Regions from separate parts of the Mus musculus genome. Here region 1 is linked to region 2. Evidence: chromatin contacts called from public HiChIP or PLAC-seq data. All regions are on one chromosome and are shown on one strand. Each heading gives the region's core, a stretch centred on a gene start, on an enhancer-like site or on the middle of the called end of the contact. The rest is flanking DNA. Distances are from core to core; before and after follow the strand shown. Region 1 overlaps Zfp536 (zinc finger protein 536). Region 2 overlaps Zfp536 (zinc finger protein 536).

Region 1 (5,447 bases), core at 1,040-3,539, 180 kb after region 2:
CATACGTCGCTATTGCCAATACCGAATCACGAAGACAGGGCATTGCTGCGAATTGCTTTTAACATAAATAGCAAACTGGGCTCGTAAAAAATGTCCAGTTAGGCCAATATCTGATGATAGATGGGCTGATCCTATGACTTGCAAAGATGCAAATCCCATACAGGCAAAATGAGGAGTCACGTGGTACACCCCGGGTACACATTTCCACACAAAAGACTTCTTGGCTCAGAATGTGTTCAAAATGTCAGCAAGTCCTGCAAAGTTGAGCCTGTGTCCTGCAATTAAGTTACCTTGGGGACTGGAATTCTGTGAGTCGCAGGAATACTCTGTACACATCTGTAAGTTGAAGGGAGAGATATAAATGGGGGGCCGGAGAGAAAGTTAGGCTTAGAGGGAGCAAAGAAGAAAATGTCCAAAAGGAAGGAAGTAGAGGCAGCCACCAGCTCCCCACTCCCCAGCCCCAGCTCGCAGGCTATGAGCTTTGCGGGTCCGAGAGCCATGGCAAGGGAGGCCACAGGCTTCAGCATTTCCTACCCTGTCCAGCCTCTCCAGAAGAGCTTTCTGTAAATCTTTCAACCACGCACACATCTTCTCCCATGACAGGGGCCGTGCAGACGGAGACCTGCACCCTACAATCACTGATGAAATTTGTATTGACTCCAAAATCAAAAGTAATGAGAAGAAAATTGGTTCACAGCCTGACCCGACAGTTCCAGACTGCTGTATTGAAGTTGCAAAAAGACATTTTTTTTATTGTCTCCAGATTTCAATTAACGACATCGAGCCGCCCCATCCTCCCATTATTAGTTTGAACAGAAGATCAGATTTAAGAAGTTTCACTAAATTAATTACTGTAATAGTATCTTGCCTTTCTGGAAACCCTCTGTGGTTGGTAAAGGGAAGACATTCTTTTATAGAGTGTGGGGCGCACAGAGTCCACCCATCGAATGCCTCCATCCCAACACGTATTTCTTTAGGGTCACATATGTGTCTGTGAGATGGCACGTACATCCAGGCTACATCACTGCTGGGCGGAGTTATGAAACTAGAGCTCACCTCAACTGCAACTGCATCTCTGCAAATATGTCTTGTTAAGTTTCAGAGCCCAAGCTGCAAAGTCTTATTATGCCCAAGATCTTATGCCATCTGCTCCCCACAAATTATTAGCAGCGAGTCCCACAAACCATCACCATGAAAGCCACCAATGTGAGCTGGCCTCTTTGCATAGAATAGACTAAAAGAATAGATCCACCATTGCCCCGGTCTTGAGTAAAAATGCAAATTATGCCACACGGTGCTAAATTATTCTGGGATATTTCATAATGTGAATTAATACCCACTAGAGGCTAAGCCGAGATCATCAAACTCATTTCACATAAGACAACGAATTTAACCACCCGTGACTCTATGACTGAGAAGTTAACAGGACTTCTAGCAACACCAACCACTCCAAGGTAGATTGTCCCTAAACACAACTGTCCATTTTCAAGACCATCCCATCCAAGGTAACTTTCTCCACTCTCTGCAGACAGCAGAACATTTAATAGGTGCTCAGGATGTCTGTTTACAGAATGATAAAACCCATCCCATGCATGATGTTCCGGCTGCCTCTAGTTGCCATTCTTAACAAACCCAAGGCAGTTTTGTGTTTTTTTTTTTGTTTTTGTTTTTTTTAAGAGATCTGATTTCATCAAAGTGAAAATAAATCGCTCTGACTTTCCAAGCTCGGCACAGTTGGGCTGCCCGCTTCTTGTTAGCAAAAACAAATGTCATCTTTTCAATCTGCATTTCAGGATCCACATTCCAGTGGAGGGTTAAATGATTCTTTTTTTTTTTTTTCAAATGTGAACAATCAAATGTAAGACAAGGCTCTCAAACGGGAGTGGGGGGGGCGGTGAGGCTGGATCAAAGGCTCTGTAGCCCAATGCCAAATGTATCTGTAATGCACTTGAACAATAAGACAGGCTGTCCCTACCCTGGAATAACACTGCCCGTATGAATCCCAGGAATTTAGTGTATCTGACAGTTTCTCTCAACCACCCATAACATTCTTGCCTGTCTCACTGGAGCTGGCAAAGGAGAATTCTGTAATTGAGTGGTAGAGAACATGTGCCCTCCTCGCTAGAAGATGACAGATGGATTATAAAAACTTCAAAGCCGAGCGTTTGGAGCACCAGGGGAGAGATAGTGGGCATTTGAGCTCTCTGTCTTTACCCAGGAGACAATGAGGCTGTGACATGGAGCATATATCAAGGAGTGGTGTAACTAGATAGACGTAATCTCTCTTTTCACTGGGTCTTTAACATTCTGTTAGGAACAAGTTTCAGGCCGGCTAAAGTACAGCCGTCTTCACGCTAATCGTCACAGGGCCTCCGTGACATGCCCCCCCCCTTTTCAACTGTGGTTAAATCAGTCTTCTCTGCACACTGATCTTTCTTCCTCTCCCCCCCCCCCCCCGCCAAGGAGAGCTTCTGCTTTAGGGAGGAGGTGGTTAAAGAAAAGTTAAGATTATTGTCTCTTCTGACTCACTAATCTGCTGAAACCTTGTTGCCTTCCGCAGGACTAAGGAAGGGCTCTCTCCCAGTGCTTGTCTACCGGTTGCCTGTCTTGAAGCCCTACCACAATTCTCCTGAGCCCATCGAAAGCTGTTGGTGTCCTTCCACTGGTCCCCAGTGACCCAGCCTCCCTGTCTCCTCCCTTCCCATAGCCAGCCAGGACACACTAGCACCACTGGCAGTAAGGACACAGTCCAGTTCCTAATGACAGACCTGGTCACTTCTTGCCCCCACATTTCAGCAGAGAAGAGCAAGCTAAAACAAGGCAGAAATGATCCACCAGCAGTCCTTAATATCCAGGCTGGGGCCTGCTGGGCAGCATCAGGAAAGCTGTCCCTGGTCCCACACAGAAGCCACTGCATAATCATTCATATTGATTTGACGAATTGTCAGCCCAGACCCCCAGAAAAAAAAAAAAACTTAAATTTTCTATGTCTCTTAAAATTTTGATAGAGGCATAAAATGGCTTATAGAATCTAATTATAGCAACGGACTTCAAAAAAAATGTCTCAATGTCAGAGATTAGTGAATCAAAGGCACATTTTTTTAAATCGATTCTTCCTTCTGAATATTAACAGTATTTATCATTCACACTGCCCTCTAGAAACACCAGCTAGAAGCCTTCTTCACTCCACCACAAGGGTCTCCCTGTACCAATTAGGCCATCAAAAACCAATACACTCAGGGTGCAGGGGAGTGAGAATCCCGCAGGGGCAGGACCGTCCCTCTAGATCTGTAGCTTCTTGCCACCACCACTGTCGTCATCCTTTCCAGTCTCTCCCCATCCTCTTTAAAGTGCCATGAGACAGATGGAGTTAAAGTGGAATTATTTTTATGAGACTCACACAAACTTTCTAAAATAATCAGACACGCCCTCCATGCTCCCCTCATTACCATCCCACACTTCCAATGTCCCCACACGGAGTCATAAATGCCACAGAATTCACCGAGGCAGGATGAGCAGTGATCTGTCTGTCTGTCTGTCTGTCTGCACCTCCATCACTACAGATGTTTGTCAGGCAGACATAGTCAAATTCCTACCAGGTCCCTTTTATGCTCCATCTTTGATGGCCCCACCGTAGATGCCACGAACCTCACAGGTGGGTATAAATATGTCGACTTACTCAGAAATAAGGGAGGCATGTATCCCTGCATCGCTCCACACAAGTGGGGGACAGAACATAAACGAACTGAAGTTGATTTTAATGAACCTGCATGATATTGTTGTGAAGTAGATGGAAGTAATATCCGCAATGCTCCATCCCATGGCACATACTTCTGGGCCTCTCCATACTCTGGAATCTGTCTCCATCATTCCCCAGAGGAACCTACAGACCCTGAGAGAACCTGGAACGTGGTGCAGTACCAGAGCCAGCCAGGGCCAACAGAACCTTTAGGATGCACTCCCAAGAAATAGTGCTTTATGTTTTAATTTTAAAACTAAACTGGGCCTTCAATAGGAAGTAGAATGTTAAGGAGGCAGGTCAAAAATGTCCTGAAAAGTCCATATGGCCCTGCTCTCCATTTTTCAGTGAATTACATCTCATTATATGAGAAAGTGAATACACAGCCAAAGGCCAAGGTGGACCCTTCACCCAAGAGCCATGTGGGACCTGAGGATATGTCAGTGGCCCCAGATCTACCTGTCTGTACCTCCGAATCAATCCTGTTGGGAAAGATCTGGTCTAACGTCGTCCTTACGCTCACTGTACATTTTAGTGCCTTCTGAAGCAATGCAAAAGAAGATCGAACAGAACATCTGGGAGAGGTCAGTAAACCCAGAGCCATCACATGTGACCACAGCTCTCGCTCCAAACTCAGTGGCTTTTCAATGTATCAGGCTCTCTTCTCAGCACCTATCATTACCACGTCTACCAGCCACATCAGTTGCTTTCTCAGGATTATCCCAGAAAGGGGTGAAATCAATCCCTAACTACATTCGTGCAAGATCTTTCCAGAAGGGATGAAATCGCTTCCTTAACTAGACCTGCGAAAACCGTGTGGCGGACGAAAGTCCCACGCAAGCGCGCTTCAGGCAGCCCCGCGCCCCAAAGAGCTCATCCCCAGCGTGCCAACACAGCATCCTAACCCTTCCAGTTGCGCACTAATGCCTGTGTTCCTGGAGATGAAGCCCAGACTTGAGCGATGACAAGAGGGGAGAGGGCTGGGGTCTTTGAAGGAGGCCCGTGCACGAAAGCCCTTCTTAGAAGCTCATTTTCATCTCTTTCTCTCACAGTGATCTTCTGCCATGGTGGAATGTAAACACCACAGGAAGAGACGGAATCGTGAATTAAGGATTTGGAAGCCTCCCGTTAGAAGTAATCTTCAAAGAATGCATACCCCAAACATCAGAGTCACACAACAAGGCTCTGAACTGCTTGTGTCTGCCTGCAAAACAGCACAGGTCACACCTATGATTATCAGTTGAGTCCTGCGCTGCCTTTAAAAATCAATAGAGAGCATGTCCTTACATTTTATCAACTTGGCAGGAGGGCCGATTCAGAGAGGCCGGCCTTTGCCCAGACAAGAAAACGTTTAAAATATGTCCCCCCCCCCCCGCTCCCAACGTATTACCAAGAAGTGAGCGGGAAGGTTATAGTTTGGGTGTGAAATGTGTGCTTAATCGTGGGGAATCCCAGCTGGTGGCGCGTGTTTTAGCGAGCTGAGGAACCTTGCAGAGGTGAGGCGTCTCTGGAGGATGCAGGTCGCTGGAAGTGGGTCTTCGGGCTACATAACCCAGACATTTGGTTCTCCCTCAGATCTCTGTTCCCAGATCTAGACAGATATGAGGAGACCCAGATCACCCTCCTGGAGCCATTAACTCCATCCACTCTACTTCCTTCCTGGATGGACTACACCCCTCACACTGAAACCAAGTAAATCCTTACCATT
Region 2 (5,589 bases), core at 2,081-4,580:
TTGGAAGCATGTGACAAGGTACTATAACCAAGGCCACCCATGTCACACTTCCTTAGGACGCTCACTGGAGAGAACACTCTCTTCTCCAGCGCTCTTCATCTTCAGGGGGAAGCCCCTCCCACCTGCCCCACCCCTGCCACGTGTAGTGGTGGGCAGCAGAGCCAAGGAGTCAGCTTGTGCTGTGTCTCTCACTTCTCTCAGACACATGTCACATGTCACACAAGAGCCCCAAGGGTCCCACAAGAAGCTAAACCCTCACTTTCTCTTGGTAAGGAAAATGCAAACAGAATGCCAGCTGAATTGCACCCAGACAGCTCCCCTTGATTTCAGCACAGCTCCTGGTGAAGCCCCAGCCACCCACCAGGTAGCTACAGACAAAGTTTAGACACTCATTGCTTTAGGACACTAGTGTTTCCTTTGAAGATGCAAATCGGGTCAAGAGTGGTATCAAATCTGTATACTTTGACCCTATTTGTCATGAGCCTAGCCACTGAATTCTAGATCCTGCCTCCCCAGGGAATTTAAAGAAAGGCATCCTTCCACTACATTAATGGGCCTTGTTTTTCCAAGGTGTCTCTATACTTAGCTAGAACAATTGAGCAAAGGCAAGAAGTAACCTACAACATCAAATAAACAAGTGGAGAGGCAGCCGGGACAGTAAGTGGTCCCCTGACAAAGCCAACTTAAGCCTGATCTGTCTCTAGAATTAACCAGGGCAGTGCAGAGGGAAAGCCCGCACTTTAGCTATGCGAGTCCCAGAGGAGGGGCCTCAGCCTACTCAGGTGCTTGGATGCTCAAGATATGCCCAAGGAAAAAAAATCCCCCAATTCTACCCAAGTGCTGCTCCTCTGAGCTCCGCGGGGAGGGTCTGTGGCTTTCTGAGAAGGGCCTTCCAGATGGCGCCTAGATGCGGCTGTGCCAGACTCCACAGCTTAAGTAAATGTTGCCACCATCCCATCCTGCCAGAAAAAGGCAAGGGAGACCCTCAGCTCCTCTCAGCTGCAGCCACGATCATTCCTGGGGAGATCAAAGCCCCCACCACCTGCCTGCCCACCCTCCTCAATCCATTCATCTTGGAGGGCTCTTCTGTGTACTCTCTAGTCACTGCCAGCCATTTTCCTTCCAGGCCATGCTTAGCGTGTCAACAAGGGTGGGAAATGCCTGTTGGATACCCACATGGGTGGTGAGGTCCTGGGAGGGTGACCAGGAGACCCCAGGTTTACAGATGGCACAAGTTTCAGTGCTGTCACCATTAGTTAGGTGAGTGCCCAGAGCTGACAGTCCATCTCCAGGAGTATTTCAAACTCTTACCCTCAACGCTTACATATAGCTCCACAGTCAAAAATCTTCACTGACTTCGCAGGACACACTGCTCCTACAAAGTGGCACCAAGAATGTTGCGTTCTAGCCGGGTGGTGTTGGCACGTGACTGTAATCTCATCACTCAGTAGGCGGAAGCAGGTGGATCTCTGAGTTCGAGTCTAGCCCATTCTACAGAGCTGGTTCCAGGACAGTCAGGGCTACACAGAGAAACTCCGTCTCCCTCCCCTCCGCCCACCCCACCCCCACAAAAAAAAGTTGAGTTCTCAATGGATTCTACATTTTTCATCTTGAGATCCCCAAATATCCTGGGGAGTCTAGAGTCTGGAATTGGTGGAATATTCCATAGTAAAACTGAGGACTCAAAATTTAGCCTTGCTCCCAAGCTTCCCAAAGGTCACATGAAATTTGGGCCTCCAAGGGGTAAATTAAGGTACATTCCAGCCTTCCTTTCCAGAAGAAAATGTATTTCTTGTATGCAAGGTGCAAAGCAACCCAAAGAAGGGATTCAAAGGATAGGCTACCTGATGAAGACCAGGGTGGGGTGAGCAGGAGGACCCCCCCAAGGACCCTGTACACAGACGCTGCACCAGTTCAGCACAGGTAAAGTCAACCTGGTGGGTGGAATTTCCTACCGACCTAAAGACAACCGCGAATGGGTAAAAGGCAATTCTTCCTATGCCTGCGTCTGGACAAACTTAACTGTGCTCGTTTTTTCCAAGCTAACCGTTTAATCCTTTCCTCCACTGTCACCTGCCCTTTGCTCTTCCGTGTTTTACTTGTGACCATTGATTGCTCAATTGGGTGAGCACCGTGGAGCACCTTGGGTGTCTCACATATCCATGGGCTGGAGCACACCAGGGGGGAGAGAGGGGATCACCACAGGGCGCCCAGTCTGCATACTGGTAAACTGAGCCCATCATCTGAACATTGGCTGGGCTTCGAGCAAGCATAGGCCTAGAATCTAATCAGCTGTACCCCAAATGGTGTCCACAAACTGTAAAGAGTGTAGAGGAGGCTGAAGGCCTCCAGAATCTCTTCTGCCATACTTCCGATGGGAAGACTGTCAGAGCTAAGGGCATTTTTCTCTGGCTGGGTTGCTAAGGGACAGCCAGCATGCAGCCTCAAAGGAAGCAGGGCTTACAGTCCCCATTCGAGGGGGCCAAGTGTGACAACAGAAGCCCCTGAGTGTCACCATATTGTTTGCAAATAGTTGCTGCTAAACACAAAGCGATGAGAATCCACCTTGGGATGGGAAGCTGATTCCAAAACGAAATATTGGGAAGCATTGGGCTCCCATGGGAGAAAGGAGATGAAGTGACAGCCAGTGAGTGACTGTCAGCTGACATCATAAGCTGCTCCAGGAAAGTGGACCACCTCAGGACCATGAGCTAAAGGCTAAGGGAGGATGCCCAGGCCTCTGACTCTTGGCCTCTCTGACATTCCCCAGGAGTCTCAACCAGTGGATCCATCCAGGCAGGAGGCCACCAAATCATCAACTTTGGAGGAAGGACCTTGGCCAGCGTCTGCCTGGGCACTGCTTCGGCACACACAGGCTGGGCCTCCGTAAATCTCCACAAACACAGTGGCCGCCTGCACATGCTCCCACGGCGGGGACGGAAGGGCTGCATATGGTGTACAGCTTTAACAGCTGAGCTTTAAAAAAAAAATAGTGCAGCTTTTCAAATCCATGAATCTGGGGTTGGGGTGGGGGTCCGGAGTCAGGGTGGAGGAAAAGAAGAAGCTGACGGGCATAGGAGTGAGCCCCTTGTATGAAATTTTATTATTCAGGGAATTTCATCCTACCTCCCGTTCAAAGGTCCCTTTGCAAAATGACACAGCGCTGCTTCCTGCCTGCCATCCATGAGCTTACTCATCTTCAAGTTTCTAAAGGCATCTACAAATGACTTTTTAAAATGGAAAACGAAAGTGTCTCATCTATCTATGAGGGAGTGGCACCCATGCTCTCCCATGGGCTAAACATTCTTAAGGCAGTTTATAAATGGAACAATTGTTCCCCCAAAGTTGGGACCTACAAGAGGTCAGTTGCCGCCATGCCTTGGGGGGCACCCTTTAGCTCCCCTCCTGGAGGTAGAACGTGGTGACAAAGGTGGCAGAGCCTGATCCCCTCGCAGTTTTCCTGGAATGGCCTCTCAACTTTTGCTTTCTGTTTCCTCTGCTGCTAATGACTGGCCCTGGCTCTGCAGCCAGCTCCGCTCTCCCCCCCTCCCAGCCCCCTGTTGCTGCAGCCATCCCCGAGCTCCAGTATAAAGTTTGGCTTTTGCAGCAGGAAGCAGCTGGGCCAAGCAACCAGCGAATGATAATGACCTCAGAAATCTGCTGTTCGCTCGGCAACAATAGGGTGCTCAGTCTACTGGAAAATTGTGTTCATCAGCTAACTCTGCTCAGTTACTAATTGACATTGCCAAATATTTTAAGAACAATTGGAATGCACAAGCAAAAAAAAAAAAAAAAAGAAAGAAAGAAAAAAAAGAAAAAAAGGAAAAAATTTTTTAAAAGAAAAGAAAGAAAGAAAAGGGGAGGGAGACCTTAATCCTCAGACTGAGTTTTTTCTTTCCTTTTTGTTCTTAAAAACATCTTTTGAGTGCTTGGGTTTGTTTGTATGGAATAGGCAGTGGTTATCTTGAATGGGGGCAGGGAGGTGAATCACAAGAGAGAAGAAGGTGGGAAAGGAAGAAATCTATCATATCACTATCACCAATGTATTGCAGGGAGGTGTGGATAAAGGCCTTTGATGCAGTGGTCAATGGGTCTAGGCGGGATGGAGACCCAGCATCTCAGGAATGCATTCTAGCAACAAAAGCAGACCGACCCCCAAGGCTTTTAGCCCAGCTGATCAAATAATCCTTGTCCAACTCAAAATGCTAGAGCAGAAGAAGTAGGGGTTAACGATATTTCCATCTTTGTATCTCTCCCTCCCTGGCTTCCATTGATCATGCAACTTTGCTGACTTTATTTAATGAACGGAGGGTCAATGCATTCAATTACCCCCTTCCCACCATCAACACTTCAATTATCCCCTCTCCAAAATGATGGGGGATTCAGAAGGTAACTGCCCTGTTGGATATAATGAACAGTATCGTTTCTTAGTACATTAAGTTTTAATTATACTAAGCATGATTTCCAAAGCAAAATCTGAAGAAACAGAACTTCAGTTGTTTTCTGACTCAGAGCAGAAGCGAGGATACAGCGGTGGCTTGAGAGGAGGTTTTAGGGAAAGATGCGGAGATTAATGCCATCAGAGCCTTTGCAGGCAAGCCAGAGAACCAGGAGGCATCACAACAGTGGGCCCTGCTTTTTAAATGTCATAAAAGAGTAAAATTTATAAGCTGACGCTCTCCAAATAGTTTCGCTTTGCATTGCACACAGAAGCAAACGACATGGACTATGGTGTGAAATAATAAATGAATCAAACAACAAACAAACAAACAAAAACAACAAAGGGAGATGGGGGGGGGGTGGCTGATCTGTGTGGCAAGTCCTGCCGCTTGCTTTCCTGTTAGAAAATATGACCCCTCTGCCTGTCAGAGGTCCTGGTTCTCGCGGTTGATCTTACGCTCGGTTCCCAGCAGTTTGGAGAGGCAAAAGAACAAACACATTTTCTGGTTCACTGGAATCATTTTCACATGTTCACTGATTCAAACATTCTTTTGCTCACATAACAAACAGCTGCATCCCACATTAGCCTAGCCAGTGACAGTCGCCCATCTCGGCAATAACTGTTTGATTGCAAACTTGACCCCTTCTTCGTCTCGGTCTAAGCAAGACATTTTTAAACAGCCACTCGGTTCCCAATCCTCCTTTGCAAAGAATTACATCAGATAACAAAGGACGTCTCTGCCACTCATTGTAAGCCTTCTTCTAGAGATCTATTCTAAGAGGCTCTGCTAAAAAGGTTTTTTTTTTTTTATGATGAATTCAAAACTACTATCATGTTAAGAGCAGCGATTTATAAAGAAGAATTCATTGGTTAAGATCTGAAAAAATAGTTTCTCAGGCCCTACTGACCCAGTTTTCAACAAAAAAAAGAATCAAGCCATGCAAATGAAGTTTTGTGACATTGTTATGCACTCTGAGAAATTTGTAAGGCCGTGTTTTGCAGTTATTTCTTAATAGAAGCCTTAATAAGTACTTTTTTTTTCTTTACTTAAGGGCTTATATTTCCCCCTCCCCTTCACCTTGCAGGTTTCTAACAGGTAACAATAAAAATACCATTGTGTCAAGAGTTTTATTTAAATTCGTCTTTGA

What was found. HiChIP or PLAC-seq counts read pairs in DNA pulled down with a chosen protein or histone mark.
Region 1: an H3K4me3 HiChIP or PLAC-seq map of forebrain shows a contact between it and region 2, with 4 times the contacts expected there. The contact joins two enhancer-like sites. A contact is called at or near these places in 1 of 484 Hi-C or Micro-C datasets (nephron progenitors), 3 of 115 datasets of contacts at active chromatin or transcription factors (cardiomyocytes, embryonic basal ganglia and forebrain) and 3 of 9 other capture datasets (adipose tissue, embryonic tail and embryonic trunk).

Annotation. Positions count from the first base shown.
Region 1 is chr7:37,744,297-37,749,743 of GRCm38.p6, forward strand. The region is part of intron 1 of Zfp536 (zinc finger protein 536); the gene reads right to left. Among named protein-coding and RNA genes, the nearest start is that of Zfp536, 23 kb to the right of the region's middle. Within about 2 kb of position 2,290, at least 19 of the 459 cell types and tissues checked have an H3K27ac peak or open chromatin away from gene starts, as enhancers often do. A contact at or near this core is called in forebrain, where this site is marked.
Region 2 is chr7:37,559,876-37,565,464 of GRCm38.p6, forward strand. All of the region lies in intron 4 of Zfp536 (zinc finger protein 536), which reads right to left. Among named protein-coding and RNA genes, the nearest start is that of 4930505M18Rik, 110 kb to the right of the region's middle. Within about 2 kb of position 3,331, at least 110 of the 459 cell types and tissues checked have an H3K27ac peak or open chromatin away from gene starts, as enhancers often do. A contact at or near this core is called in forebrain, where this site is marked.